5 separate regions of the Mus musculus genome follow, and regions 1, 3, 4 and 5 are each linked to region 2. Evidence: chromatin contacts called from public HiCAR-type and promoter capture Hi-C data. All regions are on one chromosome and are shown on one strand. The core of a region is the stretch at or near the end of the contact, and the rest is flanking DNA. Distances in the headings are between cores, read along the strand shown.

The links. Promoter capture Hi-C pulls out the DNA fragments that hold promoters and counts their contacts. HiCAR-type assays count read pairs that join an accessible place to other places.
Region 1: a contact with region 2 is called in a HiCAR-type map of embryonic stem cells, with 6 times the contacts expected there. The contact joins the enhancer-like site here to the promoter of Ndc1 in region 2. A contact is called at or near these places in 7 of 39 promoter capture datasets (embryonic stem cells, frontonasal cranial neural crest, hippocampal neurons and 3 more), 3 of 115 datasets of contacts at active chromatin or transcription factors (astrocytes, embryonic hindbrain and embryonic stem cells) and 1 of 9 other capture datasets (embryonic stem cells).
Region 3: a contact with region 2 is called in a promoter capture Hi-C map of hippocampal neurons, with 2.2 times the contacts expected there. The contact joins the promoter of Zyg11b here to the promoter of Ndc1 in region 2.
Region 4: a contact with region 2 is called in a HiCAR-type map of embryonic stem cells, with 6 times the contacts expected there. The contact joins the promoter of Acot11 here to the promoter of Ndc1 in region 2. A contact is called at or near these places in 1 of 39 promoter capture datasets (embryonic stem cells), 6 of 484 Hi-C or Micro-C datasets (the G1E-ER4 cell line and embryonic stem cells), 9 of 115 datasets of contacts at active chromatin or transcription factors (T-cell acute lymphoblastic leukemia, bone marrow-derived macrophages, embryonic forebrain and 3 more) and 3 of 9 other capture datasets (adipose tissue, embryonic stem cells and macrophages).
Region 5: a promoter capture Hi-C map of hematopoietic stem and progenitor cells shows a contact between it and region 2, with 2.9 times the contacts expected there. The contact joins the enhancer-like site here to the promoter of Ndc1 in region 2. A contact is called at or near these places in 12 of 39 promoter capture datasets (the HPC-7 cell line, cranial neural crest, embryonic stem cells and 8 more), 2 of 484 Hi-C or Micro-C datasets (palatal mesenchyme and ventricular fibroblasts) and 4 of 115 datasets of contacts at active chromatin or transcription factors (cardiomyocytes, craniofacial prominence, embryonic stem cells and 1 more).

What each region holds. Positions count from the first base shown.
Region 1 is chr4:106,588,938-106,591,637 of GRCm38.p6, reverse strand. Dhcr24 (24-dehydrocholesterol reductase) reads right to left here. Exons shown (of 9, transcript NM_053272.2): 9 at 2,525-2,700. Lexm (lymphocyte expansion molecule) reads left to right here. Exons shown (of 10, transcript NM_183182.3): 10 at 1-729. The coding sequence ends at 23. Among named protein-coding and RNA genes, the nearest start is that of Lexm, 27 kb to the left of the region's middle. Within about 2 kb of position 1,282, at least 42 of the 459 cell types and tissues checked have an H3K27ac peak or open chromatin away from gene starts, as enhancers often do. A contact at or near this core is called in embryonic stem cells, where this site is marked.
Region 2 is chr4:107,366,654-107,369,353 of GRCm38.p6, reverse strand. It overlaps Ndc1 (NDC1 transmembrane nucleoporin), which reads right to left and starts at 1,307. Exons shown (of 18, transcript NM_028355.4): 1 at 1,206-1,307; 2 at 477-597. The coding sequence starts at 1,265.
Region 3 is chr4:108,299,808-108,302,507 of GRCm38.p6, reverse strand. It overlaps Zyg11b (zyg-ll family member B, cell cycle regulator), which reads left to right and starts at 1,418. Exons shown (of 14, transcript NM_001033634.3): 1 at 1,418-1,617. The coding sequence starts at 1,588.
Region 4 is chr4:106,798,440-106,801,139 of GRCm38.p6, reverse strand. It overlaps Acot11 (acyl-CoA thioesterase 11), which reads left to right and starts at 1,309. Exons shown (of 16, transcript NM_025590.4): 1 at 1,309-1,456. The coding sequence starts at 1,424.
Region 5 is chr4:106,748,540-106,751,239 of GRCm38.p6, reverse strand. It overlaps Acot11 (acyl-CoA thioesterase 11), which reads left to right. Exons shown (of 16, transcript NM_025590.4): 14 at 1,226-1,357; 15 at 1,852-1,978. Among named protein-coding and RNA genes, the nearest start is that of Fam151a, 16 kb to the right of the region's middle. Within about 2 kb of position 1,354, at least 92 of the 459 cell types and tissues checked have an H3K27ac peak or open chromatin away from gene starts, as enhancers often do. A contact at or near this core is called in hippocampal neurons and palatal mesenchyme, where this site is marked.

The sequences.
Region 1 (2,700 bases), core at 33-2,532, 780 kb after region 2:
ACAATTCAGATCCTACTCCTTAAAGCCACTCGGGAAGAACAGCCTGATGCAACCAGAGAGCCCAAGGCCAGAAGAGAAATCTTGAGATGGGAAAGGAAGCAGGGATCTTGGAGAATGCCTGGGTGAGGGGAGAAGGCAGGAGGGTCATCTTTGCTGTAGCCCTGCGGTCAAAAGTCACAGTGTCTACTGGGACAGCAGGGGGACCAGGTATCTTTTGTTACAAGAGATCCATTGTCCTAAGCATTCCAGTCAGCTGGTGACGTGAATTTGGGAGCCAGAGAGCAGGTGGATGGAAGAGGGGGTCGTGGGTGACTTCCTGGAACCCCTTGCACTGTGAAGCTAGAGCGTGGGTACCTAACTCACCGTTGTCCCAGAATGAGGCGGGGAGAGGAGCATTTGTTACGTAGCAGTCTGGGACCTGTAGGAAAACCCCATCTCCATGCTAGGGTGCTCTGGACACTCAACAGAGCCTCGTGCTGGGAGGAGACTGCTGACTTCCAGTGTTCAGCCATTGAAGCGCTGTACCCCACTTTAGCATTGTGGGCCACCAGTGTGGTTAGAGGTGGGTCCTCGGGGGTGAGTGACAACATCCTGTGACGTTCCCCCTCACTGTTTACATCAATGACAGTGGTGGGGGGAGCCAGTTGTCCCCTGGAGAAGAGGATGAGGAGACCTGACAGACTCAGCCACAGAACTTACATAATAAAGCGATTTCAGACATGTTTTCAGAGCCGGTTCTACCAGTTGTTTTCTCACGTGGGTCCAAGTCGTGGTTGTGAAAGAAATGAAATCATGACTGTTCTCTTCAGCATCCGGAGTAGCCAGGACCATCAGCATGCACCCTGCCTAGAGCCCCTTTCATTCCTCATTTGGAGTTTGGATCTTTGGTTTTCTCATCATGGTGAGCTACTTAATAACCGCCCACACCTAAGCTGGCCGGGCTCTTACTCTGGCCCTGGCGTGGTCCTTCATTCTGCAGGTGCTGTATACAGCCTGCTTCTGGGACTTCCTCTTCCAGTAACCTGTATCTCAGGCCCTGCTGATCCACTCTCTAGACACCCCACCCCCAGACTCAGCCAGAGAAAGGGGATCTAACCAAACTGAGGGTAGATGGGTTGTTGGGTGCAGAGCAGACCCCTGGGAGGTGACTGTCCCGGGTCTGGGATGTGGGGCCACTTTTCACGCTGACCTTGCATTCAGGGGTGTGTCCGGAAGCACAGCGTGTCAGGAGATGGTTAAGCTGGCTCTCAGAGCAAAGCAGGATGTTGCAGCTGTGGTAGTTAACGTTCTGTGTCAACTTGTCTGTGTCACGTGGTAGCCAGGCACTGGAATGTGCCTAACCCGGTCACTTGGCATGTGAGATTGACAAACTGCGTACTTTATGTGGGTGGGTGGGTCATGGCCAGTCAGCAGATGCCCACTTCCGTTTCTTGCTTACAAGACTGAGATTTGGAGACACCCTGTGGTGAAGACTCATCTCAATGTAAGGTTATGTCTAGGACTGAAGAGCGAAAGCTATTTTAATGGTAGTTTGGGCTTGGGATGTCTCCAAAGGCCTGGTGTCAAGGGCTGGTTCTGTTGGGAAAGGCTCAGTAGGAGGTCTTTGGATCCCTGGGAACATGCCTGTAAATGGTACTGAAGGACTACCAACTCCATTTTCTATTCTCTTTTCTCCCTGGTTTCTGACCATTTCCTCTGCCACACCCACCCATTACTATACACTGTCTCACCTCAGGACCAAGGGATCATGGATTGGAACCTCTAGAACTTAGAGCTGAAATAAAGCTCTCCTCTTGATCAACATCTCAGGTACTTTGTTACAGAAAGAACGCTGGCCAGCAGAGGGGATATTACAGATTTAAGATACAACTTATGAAATCAGAGAAGGGACTTCCCAAAAGGTTGCTTGAAGCCAGTTTCGGAATGAAAATCACAGGTTCTAGTAAAATTCCCATCACATACACACCTGTGCAAAGTGTACCAAGTTAAAACTTGATTCTCCCGGCTCTGGGCATCAAAGTCCTGGGGTGAGCCAACTATTAAAAAATACAAGTCCATGTGGTTCAATCCTAACAGAAGCTTATCTGGGTCTCTAGTGACTGCAAAGCTAACCACTTAATCCCTGTGGACACATCTGGCTGACAGGAAGGCTGGTAGTGTGCAGAGGAAGGCACTGTGTTCTGCTGGAAGGGTCGTTGTGCCTTCGGCTTTTGGATGAGGACATCGACACAGGAACAATGAGCTTGTCAAAACTGGTTTGTCACAACCGATTGATGAAGCCAGAACACCAGCCAGACCTGACAAGTGTACCTGGTGCCTGAGGACAGAGCCCATCCCTCCTGAGGTGCCAGCATTTCTTCACTGGAATGACAGAAATCCATTTGCTACCCGCTTCCCCCATGTTTTTAGCCCTCATCTGTGGGTGCTTGTGTTCAGACAGGACATTGGAGCTGAATGGCACCAGTGGCGGTGGCTGCGTCCTTGTCCGACTCTACACTGGTCCTCTGAATAAATGACAAAAGACTAGCGTCCAGGCTGTACTTTATTTTACACAAGTGGTGGCCCCAGAACCACAGGGACATGACCTGGAGAGTAGGCACAGTGCCTGAGGCTGCAAGAGCCAAATACAGGGATTCATGCCTTCTCCTTGGTCCCCATGACCAAATTAAAAAAAAAAAAACAACAAATCACACAGCACAC
Region 2 (2,700 bases), core at 58-2,557:
GCACCCACATGGTGGCTCACAACCATCTGCAACTCTTCCAGGGGGATCCATAAGCACCAGGCACACACGTGGTGATGAACATACATATATACAAGTTAAATACTTATACACATGAAAAATACAAATAAGCCAACTTTTCTTTTCCTTTTTTAAGGAAAAGACAAAAGGATAAATACTTGTGTGGCTTCCTTTTCTTTTTTACTGCACCTCTAGGGATTTACTATATATATGCCCCAGATTGGCCTTGAACTCAGGTCGTCCTGCCTCTGCCTCCCAGGACACTGGGCCATCACACCTAGCTGTGTATATAAGTAGTCTTCTAATGATCTGTCCTGTCATCATACATAATCCCTGACACACTTACTGATTTTATATAACAAAAATGACAGTTCTGTGAGTGCAGAAATGCAGAGAGTGAGTGCCTTTACGTAATGTTTTAATGTCAATACAGACAGTAATTAAAAATCACCACTTACCTGACAGCCACTGTATAGGGTGGAATAAATTGATGCTGCTTAAGACTATAAAGGCTGTGATGCAGACGGGTAGAAGCACTACTGACCAAACGATGCTGGTAACTATCCTCCAACCCAAAACCTAAAATTAAACACAACTCTTCAATCAAGAAGTCAGTTACTCTAACTCAGACATGCAAATCCTGCTTCTCCATTTAGGCTATTAACATGAACCACTACTATTTGCATTCTCTTTACTTCTCTCCTTGCGCCCACTCCCCACCCCCCAAACACAGAATGGATGCAAGGAGGTGAGCTCTCCTTAGCTGAAGCCTAGAGTAGGCTGTCTTAAATAAACCATGAATATATGCTCGGTTTAGCGTCTCCCCAACCCCAGAGTCTGCTAAGGCCACATTCTTTCAACACAGAGCAGCCCTTCCCGTTTCCTAGCCCAAGGAATCAAGCCATTTATTATGCATTAGCTCGAATCACTAACCTTTTGCTCTACAACTTTTCCACCAAATTTCCATTCGGGCCATCCCAACCACGCTGACAAACTTCCACTTCGGACTCCAGCTCAACACCCCAGACCTAACTTCCACTCGGGGACGCCCACACACCCTTGCACCCAATCCCCGAGGCGGTCAGATCCCTACACGCTATTCCTAAAGCGCCTCCAAGACAGGCCCCTTTAGCCAAGCGCGCAGGCACCGCCAGAGAGGCAGGGAGCGCCACGGCTCGCTAACTCACGCGCCAAAGGATGTCCCGCGGCGACCCGCCGGCGCAGGGCCCGCTCGCAGCCGTGGCCATGGAGATGGCGGCCCCCGCTCTCAAGCGTGCCGGGGACAGAGTGTCCGCCCGCCACCACTGTTCAAAGGCAGGAAGGCCCCGGGAGGACCCAGCTGGGGCTGCCCGGTACGCTGCCTGGGCAGGGTTCTGCAAAGCCGCCAGACCATCTCTCCGCAGCTTCGCCTGAACAGACTCAACCGGCCAGAACTTCCCCGTAGCCACATGCCTCCAGGTGGGCTGTGACTCGAGGAAGCGTCCTCTGGAGTCCAAAAAGTCCTTCCGAAGCAGGGTCCATCTGGGCGTCAAAAACAAAGGGCGACGGTGCTGCATGCTGGGAACTGTAGTCTCGACGACCCCTGAGAACCAAGGGGAAGAGGAGCGTTGCATTCTGGAACTTGGAGTTCCAAAGTACAGGCTCGCGGTGTAACGAGAAGCAAGTTGGGGTGTCCTAGAACTGGAGTTACAGTTGTTGGCTGCCATGTGGTTACTGGGAATTAAACCCGGATACTCTAGAGGAGCAGCCTTTTACGGGACTCACCTCCCAGCCCCTCCCTTTCTCTTCTATTTTTTTCTTTCTTTTTTTTAACTAAAGCTGTAATAACCACTGGGAGTGAAAAGGTTGTTATATCACTTTTTCTTCCAGAATGCCATCTTTCTTCTTCTTTTTTTTTTAAAGATGCATTTATTTTATTTATATGAGTACACTGTAGCTGTCTTCAGACACACCAGAAGAGGGCATCAGATCCCATTACAGATGGTCCTGAGCCACCATGTGGTTGCTGGGAATTGAACTCAGGACCTCTGGAAGAGCAGTCAGTGCTCTTAAGAGTTGAGCCATCTCTTCAGCCCAGAATGGCATCTTTCTAAAAGTGAAACCACAGGATACTGAAGCTGCCGTCTTAATACTCAGTAACTTCACTGAATTCCTTTTATTAAAAATAAAGTGTTTTATTGATAAGAAAGGTATGTTTTGGTTTTTAGCTTCAGCTATTAATACTTGTTAAGTGCAGCATCTTGATCCTCACAGAGCCTCTATTTCTTCAAGTGTAAAATAAGGATAAAAACACAACATCCTGTTAATGGGGTAAAGATGTAAATACTATATACTATAAGACAACTATTGAAGGCTGGGGTGTGACTGAGTTGTAAAATGCTTTCCTGATATATACCAAACCCTACAGCACCTCCCAAAACATGGCAGCACTCAAGAAACTGAGGCAGGAGGCTATAAAGCTCAAAGCCATCCTTAGCTAGTGAGTTTGAGACTAGTCTGGAATATGTGAAACAGCTGTCTCCAAAAAGAAGATTACCATTGGTGGAGAGGTAGCTCAGCTAGCTACATAAGCATGAAGACAAGAATTCAGTACCTGGACTCCAGGAGGAAAACCTGAACATGGTGCTGGACAGGTGCTAGGCAGGTGCTGGGCAGGTGCTGGGCAGGTGCTGGGCAGGTGCT
Region 3 (2,700 bases), core at 169-2,668, 930 kb before region 2:
CAGTTTTGCAAGAGCGGCAGAGTCTGAACAACTGAGGATGTTGCCCAAGAGGAGAACACTTGCACAGCATGTGCAAAGCCTTGTAGTTAATTCCCACTACCACAAACACGATGGAAACAATCAAGTGGCAGCCTTCTGGAGTGCCTGTTTGGCGATGGCTTCACCAGTACTTAATCCTGCCTGACCTGTATACTTGATAGTGATTAAAATGGAAGATGGTCCAGTGGCAAGAGGCTAGGGGGTTAGGTCTCCAGAAGTGTGCGCTCTGGAGAAACAGTGACACACTTCCTCTAACAAGGCTACTCTTCCTAGTATCACCAACCACCATGGGCCAGGCATTCAAACACAGGAGTCTATGGGGGCCATACCTATTCAAACCACCACAGCAGAGAAATGGAGAGTTGAAGCATACCTGGACTACATAGTGAAGGCTAGCCTGGGCTACAGAAAGGAAAAAGTATACAAGTGGAGTTATAGGTAGTCTGGAAGTCACTGTCAGTGATGGAAACTTATATAGATGTTCTGTTTTGTCCATTTACTTTGTCAGTGATTTGAAGGCAAAAATGATTAGTTAAATGAGCATGAAGAAGGAAATATCGGAGGCCTGAGAAGAGGGACTTGAAGTAGCTACCTAGAGGGTGGAAAAATATAGCATAGCTAAACACCATTTACATAAGATCAAAAGAAGGCAGCCAAGAGATGGCTCATCGGTTAAGAGCACTGACCCCTCTTCCTGAGTTCAAATCCCAGCAACCACATGGTGGCTCACAACCATCTGTAATGAGATCTGATGCCCTATTCTGTGCTGTCTGAAGACAGCTACAGTGTACTTGGATATAATAATAAATAAATCTTTAAAAAGAAAAAAGAAAAGCAGGTTAAAGAGGGAAAGCTCCATAGTCAAAATTGAGATTGTGGGGCCCGAGGATGTGACGCAGTAGCAGGCAGAATACTTGCCTAACATATGCTATGTGGAGGGACTCTTTCTCACAAAACAAAACGAAAACAACAGCAAAACAACATCATGTAACAGAATGCTAAAATCACTAAGAACGTTGACAACAAAAATTAATGACTAAAAAAAAAAATTAATGACTATGAATCAGAAGTTAAGTTTTGAAGAATGAGGGTAAGCGCTGCAGTCTTCTGGAGGTAAGATTTAAAGCTCTTCCAAACGGAAAGACTACAGCCTCGTCAGAGGGCGTTGGCCCCTTTAAGGGCTGGCGTTTGAGAATGGAGTCTACGCCGGGACGGGGCGGGGTCTTCAGGGGGCGGGACCACTTTGGGGCGGGGCGAGACATGCAAGGGAGAGAGGGGCGGGACTTCTAAGGGGCAGGGCGCGGTAGGCTCAGGGAGAGGGGCGGGACCTCGTGCGGGGGGGCGGGGCGCAGCAGGCGCGGCGAGCGAGGCGGAGTCTGTGTTTCGGTCAGGTTGCGGCAGCGGCTGCTGTAGTTCAGAAGAGCGAGGCCGAGGCCTGGGCCCAGCCCGGAGCCGCTGCCTGACCCGAGCCTCCTGGAGCCCCCGAGCCGGCTGATCTTAGCGGCGGGCTCGGGCTCCGCCTGCCACCGCACGCAGGACCGAGGCTGCATGCCGGAGGACCAGGCCCACGCAGCCATGGTGAGCTAGCGCGGCCTGCCCCCCACCCCCCGCAGGGTGGCCCGAGGACGCCGGGCAGCCGTCTCACCCTTCTTCCTGCACCCTCCCTCTGTCTCCTCCGGCTCGCGTTCCCCATCCACCAGTAGGAGCAAACCTCTTTGGGAGACATCCCTTAATCCCCCTTCTTTCCGGTGACACCCTTTTGTCCCCCGGTGACAGCCTCCTTCGCATTCTCCTCGTCCCCCCTTCCCTGTCTTTAACCCTCCCCTTTCTCCTCAACCATTTTAACCTTTCTCCTCTATGGTCGTTAGTCACCCCCACCCCCCACTTTTCCTTCCCACACTTTGCTTCCTTTCCCTCCTCGACCCTCTTCACCATTTTATCTCCGGCGCCCCCTCTTCCCCTTGGTCCTCGACCATCCGCATTTCCTCTGCCCCTTGTCGGATGTCCTCCGTCGCCGGCTCACACATCTGTCCCCATTTCCTTGTGCAGGTTTCAGAGGGCTAAGCAGGAGCAATTGGAAGGCAATTGCTACCCGGGAGCTGTTGGGCGGGTACATACAGATTAGTAACCTTTCTTTCTCCGTTCTGTTTTGGAGTGGGGAAGTGAGGGGAGATTGGCGGTATGGAAGAATAGTCTGGAAGCTTTACTACTTAGTGTCATTGCAAAAACCTGAGTGGGGTGTGTTACAGAGTACATCCTGTAGCCTTATGTGATTATCAGGCCTTTTGACAGAAATAGCCAAAAAGGGTTGTTACATTTTTATTTTGAATGTGTTTTCATGTGGAGTTACCGTTAGGGAAATTAAAAATCTTTTGTAATTTGCAGGCTTGACAGTTGTTGCTCAGAGCACATGATTTGTTTTTGTTAGGAGGCAGAGACCAAGGGCATTTGAGGTCTGAATATCAGCCTGGCAGTCAGATTGTGACAGTCTTTCGAATACCTTCCTCCGAAAGGTTGTATTTGTCCTGTCCTTTCTGTCCTTTCTTGGAGAAACCCTTTCTTTGCAAATTTTCCTCTGCTTCAAAATGGCTGTGACTACAGTCCCATTTTTAAGTGTTATCCGCGTTTTGCTGTGTATATATTGAAAGCATTGTTCTATCC
Region 4 (2,700 bases), core at 60-2,559, 570 kb after region 2:
CGAATTGGGCTCTTTTGGAAGAGTAGCAAGAACATTTAACCACTGAGCCATTTCTCTGTCCCCACCCCTCTTTTTTTTTTTTTTTACAGTGTCTAACATTGTATTATAAATCAGGCTGGCCTGAAACTCAACATGTAGCCTAGGCTGGCCTTGAACTCATGGCCATCCTTCTACCTTAGGTTCCTGAGTGTTGGGAGTCGAGAGTTAGCACAATGGTGTTTATCTTGCTGTCTTTTGGGTATAACTTCAGTTTCTCATCTGCAGATACAGAAGTGCAGATCGTTGATGAGAACTCACAAGGAAAGACGTGCGAGTCCTTGATTCCTAGAGTCAAGGCTCTGAGAGAAGAGAGGACTTGCCCAGAGTCCCAGGCATGGTAGTGAACTCGGGGCCTTTGGCAGAGGACTTGTTAGTAACTGTGTAGAGAATGAAAGCAGAAGCAGGAGGCAGAGGACATGTCTGCTGATCTGTCCCCATCTGCTACATAGTGGCCATGGCGCCTTGGATACATCCCTTTCCAGCCCCAGGGATCATCCCTGCGATGTAGAAAGAGGATCAGCAGGAAGCCTGAGTCACAGCAGGGGTCTGGTGCTCCGCGACTTGTCCTCAGCCATTTGGTCACCAGTTCCCTTTGGCTTTTTTAGTCCTGACCAGAGTGTGTCTCTAGTCGTCTGCCTCGAACCTCTTGCAGAAGTGACAGAGGACAGGGAAAGTCCTGGAGAACTTTCACTCGTTGATGGCCATGGGTGCTGAGTACCACGTGGCATACTGGGTGTACTTTGGCAGGCGCCTCATTTACAAGAATTACCTGCTTATAAGGAAGTGGCTGTCAGGGCCCGGTGTATAAACCCTGTTCGGCAGTTGCTGGATGCTAACAACCTGGGCCCAGGAGCCAGTCGGGTAGCACTCCGGAAGGTAAAACTCTGGCAGGTGGGTCTGGTGTCTCTCTAGGAGGCCTTGGCAGCTCCCTGGCATCCTGCTACACTCCAGCCTGCCCTCTTGTGGACGGATGGACTCCCTGGCAAGAGAATGGGAGCTCTGGGACTTCTATTCTGTTAGGCAAGGACAGGGGTAGGGGGCTGGAGTGGGGGCTGGCATTTGCCTGAGTCTAGAGACATAGAGTCCGGTGGTGCCAGTAGGTGGGCAACAGGCCCCACGTGGTTGTGGCCCAGTTGGCAGGTGCTAGGGAGCTTTCTGTGCTGGGGTTGGAGGGGGGGCGCACAGAGGGCGGATCGAGGAGAGGCCAGGACAAGGGGCGGAGATATTAACAGCTGGCTCCGGAGGGCGGGGACCTTGGGAGGAGGAGCCAGGAGAAGCCGGCTGCTTTTGGACTTGCTGGCAGTCCCAGGGCTCAGGTGACCAGCGGCCCTTTAGGAGCCTACAGACCCCCCCACAGCCTGGCAACCCAGCAAACGGAGCAGCAATGATTCAGAATGTGGGCAACCACTTGCGAAGGGTATGGACTGTGGGTTAGGGTGGCCTGGGAGACAAATGGGTCTCCTGGTGTGGGGGCCCAGAAAGTAGATGCTTTCCTCTAAAGTCAGGATCTGCATCTTTAGTCGGGATCTGTCTGTAGTCTTCTTTAGAAGGAGATATTGCAGAACCCACGGACTTCTTAAGTTATAACTAGTACTCTCCCCAAAGAGACCCGGGGACAGTAGGCTCCCTCAGGCTGGCAGTTTGTGGTTAGGTGGAATGGAATCTTCTGTAGCAAGTTCTGGCATTCTGTTTGGTTGAGTGTGTATGTGTGTGTTTTGTGCATAATACTGCTGCTGCTGCTGTGTGTGTGTCATGTTACAATCCAGCTGCTGCTGGTGTGTGTGTGTGTGTGTCTCCCTGGGTCCTGTGCACAATCCCGCTGCCTGCCATCTGAGCTCTGGGCCTCATCACTTCTCCCGCTCAGGACTCCAAGGCTATGGCCTGACAGAATTTACGACGTGAGGGTGTGTGTACAAGGCGAGAACAGGAGAGTAAGAACACAGCCTGTGAGGGAAAGGCCATGTGGAAAATGTCCTATGCAATGACCTTCGAGAGTATTTTTTTTCCTGGAACCTCCTAACTGGGACTTTGGAGTTGAGATAGGTGCTGAGGTCCCAGAAACACCCAAGTGCATAGTGGCTCATTGGGGGGCCTTTGGCCTGGTGCCTGGAGAAGGGCTTGGGACAGGCTGTACCGCCAGTGCTGGGCAAGAGTATCTGCCAACTGAGGTCGGTACAGAAAAGGCCTTTTAAAAAGTGCCCTGGCTAAATACACATCTCACCCGTCCTTTCCCTCAAGTGGCATCCTTGCCCAGCCCGGGCTCTTTGTACTTTTAGGATCTCACCCAGCTCCTTCCATCTGCTACCCCACTAGTGGTTATCTCTGAAAAGCTAGCTGTGGTGTGTGCCCACCTGTTCAGTCTTACCTGGCAGGCTTGCCCAGCTCTCTCCACACCCCACCATCCTCCCTCTGTGTTCTCAGCAGCACTGTAGGGATTGGCTTTTTCTGTCTTAGTGTTCCACCTTGGCTCTCTCTAGCTGCCATATATTCTGTACCTTCCACCAGTGACCACCAGTGACCTTGGCCTCCCTTGCACCTCTGTCAGCCTGCCGTCTCTTTGGCGGTTTCCTTCTCAGCCCTCGGATTCAGCTGGGATGCTGCCTCCTCTGGAAAGCCTTCCTAGATTTCTCATGGCACTGTGCAGTCTTTATGAGCCCCGCT
Region 5 (2,700 bases), core at 105-2,604, 620 kb after region 2:
GGTATTCTAGAACTGAGAGGTGATCGGTGGTGGCTGGGCAGAGGAGCTGGGAAAGATGGGCTGCTGTGGACCAAACCAAAGTTCACTGAGGGTGAGTGACATAGGCTAGAGACCCCAGCACACTCCCCTAGGCCTGCACAGCCAGCCTGTTCCCTAGCCAGCCTTTGTGCAGCAGAAGGATAGGGGGAGGTGTGGCCATGTCCTCATGTGACTGCCCTTGTGTCTGTGGGTACCAATGTCAGTTGATGCCTGTATACCTGAACAGATGTGTGAGTATGCCTGGTCTTGTGTTGTCTCTGTTACCCATCAGGCTGAACACCCCAGCCCTGTTTCCTCATGAACTCTGTAGCCCAGAGTGGGTTAACCCCCAGCCTTAGCTCCTCTATTTAGTGAGGATGCTAAGACTGCCCACAGGAGTCTTAAGTGAGATCCCAGGATAGCACCTGAAACACACTGGGAACTCATTAGACAGTATGGACAACTACTGAATCCTTGAACAGCTACTTGGGGTGTGTGTGCACCTGCAGATCTGTGAGTTCAGAGCTGTCTGTGTACATACGCTCACATATGTCTTTCTCCATTGCTGTCGTAAAATACCCTGACAAAAGCAACTGAAGGGAGAACAGGTTCACTCGGGCTCACAGTTCCAAGTACTGTCCACTGCAGTGGGGAGGTCAAGGCAGCAGAAGCTTGAAGCACTTGTTCATACTGCATCCACAGTAACATAACAGAGGGGTGTGAATGCATGCTAGTGCCCAGCTCACAGCCTCCACTTTCCCTGTCAGGTGATGGTGCTGGCCACAGTTCAGGTGGGCCTCCCTCTGCCAATTAACAAGATAATCTCCTACAGGCATACCCAGAGACCCATTTCCCAGATGATTCTGCATTCTGTCAAGTTGACAGTTAATACTATCAGTTTGCATACTTGTATTGGCTTGAGTATATGTCAGTGTGCTTTGTGTGTGTGTGTGTGTACCTAGATGAGTGTCTCTGTATATGCTTATATGTGCATGTGCCTGTGTATCTGCTCTGGTGCACTGTGTGTGTGTGTGAATGTTGTGTGTACAGACAAGCACATGCATACACATTCATGCATACACATATGCTGGAGGGTCCCCATCCTTCCCCGGCTCCGCTCAGAGGCTGCAGGCTGCGGGAGCCTGGCAGAGCTGCTCCCCATAGAGAGCTGCTGTGGCTCTGAGCCCTGACTTCAGCCTCCCCACAGGAGTGTGGAGCTGGTGCAGCAAGTGGATGAGGATGACGCCATCTACCACGTCATCAGCCCCGCCCTGAGCGGGAACACCAAGCCCCAGGACTTTGTGATCCTGGCCTCTAGGCGGAAGCCTTGTGACAATGGGTGAGTGCCTGCTCTCTGAGGGGTGCAGTTGAGGTAGGGAGACCTCCTCTCTCCCTCTCCTGGGAGGAGCAGCAACATGGAGGCCAGAGCTCTGCTGCCCACTGGTGGCTGGACTCAGAACCCACCAGCTGTTTCTAGGCGCCATTGGGAGTTCATCATGACTGCAAGGTCACAAACTGCTCCTGAAAGCAAGGGCGACTGTGGCATTTGTTGCCACAGACACGAGTGCCTTTCCCATGGGTATCCCTTGGTCTCTGCCCTCTGGAAGCTTGTGGCTGTTACCTGAGACATGGGCGCAGCCAGGGTAGACTGCATCTTTTTTTCTGGAGACAAAGGCCAGAAGAATGAAAACCCCAAGGTACACAGTCCATGGGTTCACAGGGAGCCTGAACCTGATGCTGCTAACACAGATGTCCCCTTCCTACAGCTGACCCCCAGCAAGGCATCCTCCTCTGGATGATCTCTGATCCCTTCTAACTCTGCCTCTCTTCCAGGGACCCCTATGTCATTGCCCTGAGGTCGGTCACGCTGCCCACGCACCATGAGACACCGGAATACCAACGTGGGGAGACTCTCTGTTCAGGCTTCTGTCTGTGGCGTGAGGGGGACCAGATGACTAAGGTAAGACGTGATGTCCCCTCTATACTTCCACCTATGGATAAACTGAACTCTACGCTGTTCGGCTGGGCCCTTCCAGACCCGAACCCCCATGACCCCCCAGACTTTGCAGTCTGAAAGGAGCTCGTCTGGAGCTTGAGTGTGGTCAGAGAGCAAACTGCTATTGGGGCTTGGGAAAAGCTCTGGACACACTACAGAAAGCCCAGCTCTGATCTAAAATTCTGCCATTGTTTGTTTAATGTGTCTCCCTTTTCGTCTGGGAGGGCTTTATGTGGCTTTGAGGGCATAGAAGGCTCAGCAGGGGAGTCAGAGTTAATTGGAAAGGTAGAGCAGAGCTGGGGGCAGGTATGCTGCAGTTCCCCTGGCATGCAGTTTTCCTTGCAGCCTTGCCCAGGTGCTGACTCGGCCAGCATTGCTAAGGACCTACACAAAGGACATAGTCCAAGGCTTATGTCTACCACGTTTCTGTGACACCCCACCCTCCCAGCACTGTTATAAAGTGGATTCAGGTGTAGGTATTAGAGTCAATTCCTGTCCCCTTGGGGCCACCTAGTCAGCAGGGAGGTGTACAGTGACCTTATGGTTTGCTGTGATAGGGCAGTCAGAGTTGAAGTTCCCTGTGTATCTGGGGGACCTATCAAAAGAGGCTAGGTCTATCACTCAGGTTTTCTAACTGATCAAGATACAAGGTTGTATCTGTTGCTTCCCCAGAAGGCAAGCAAGGC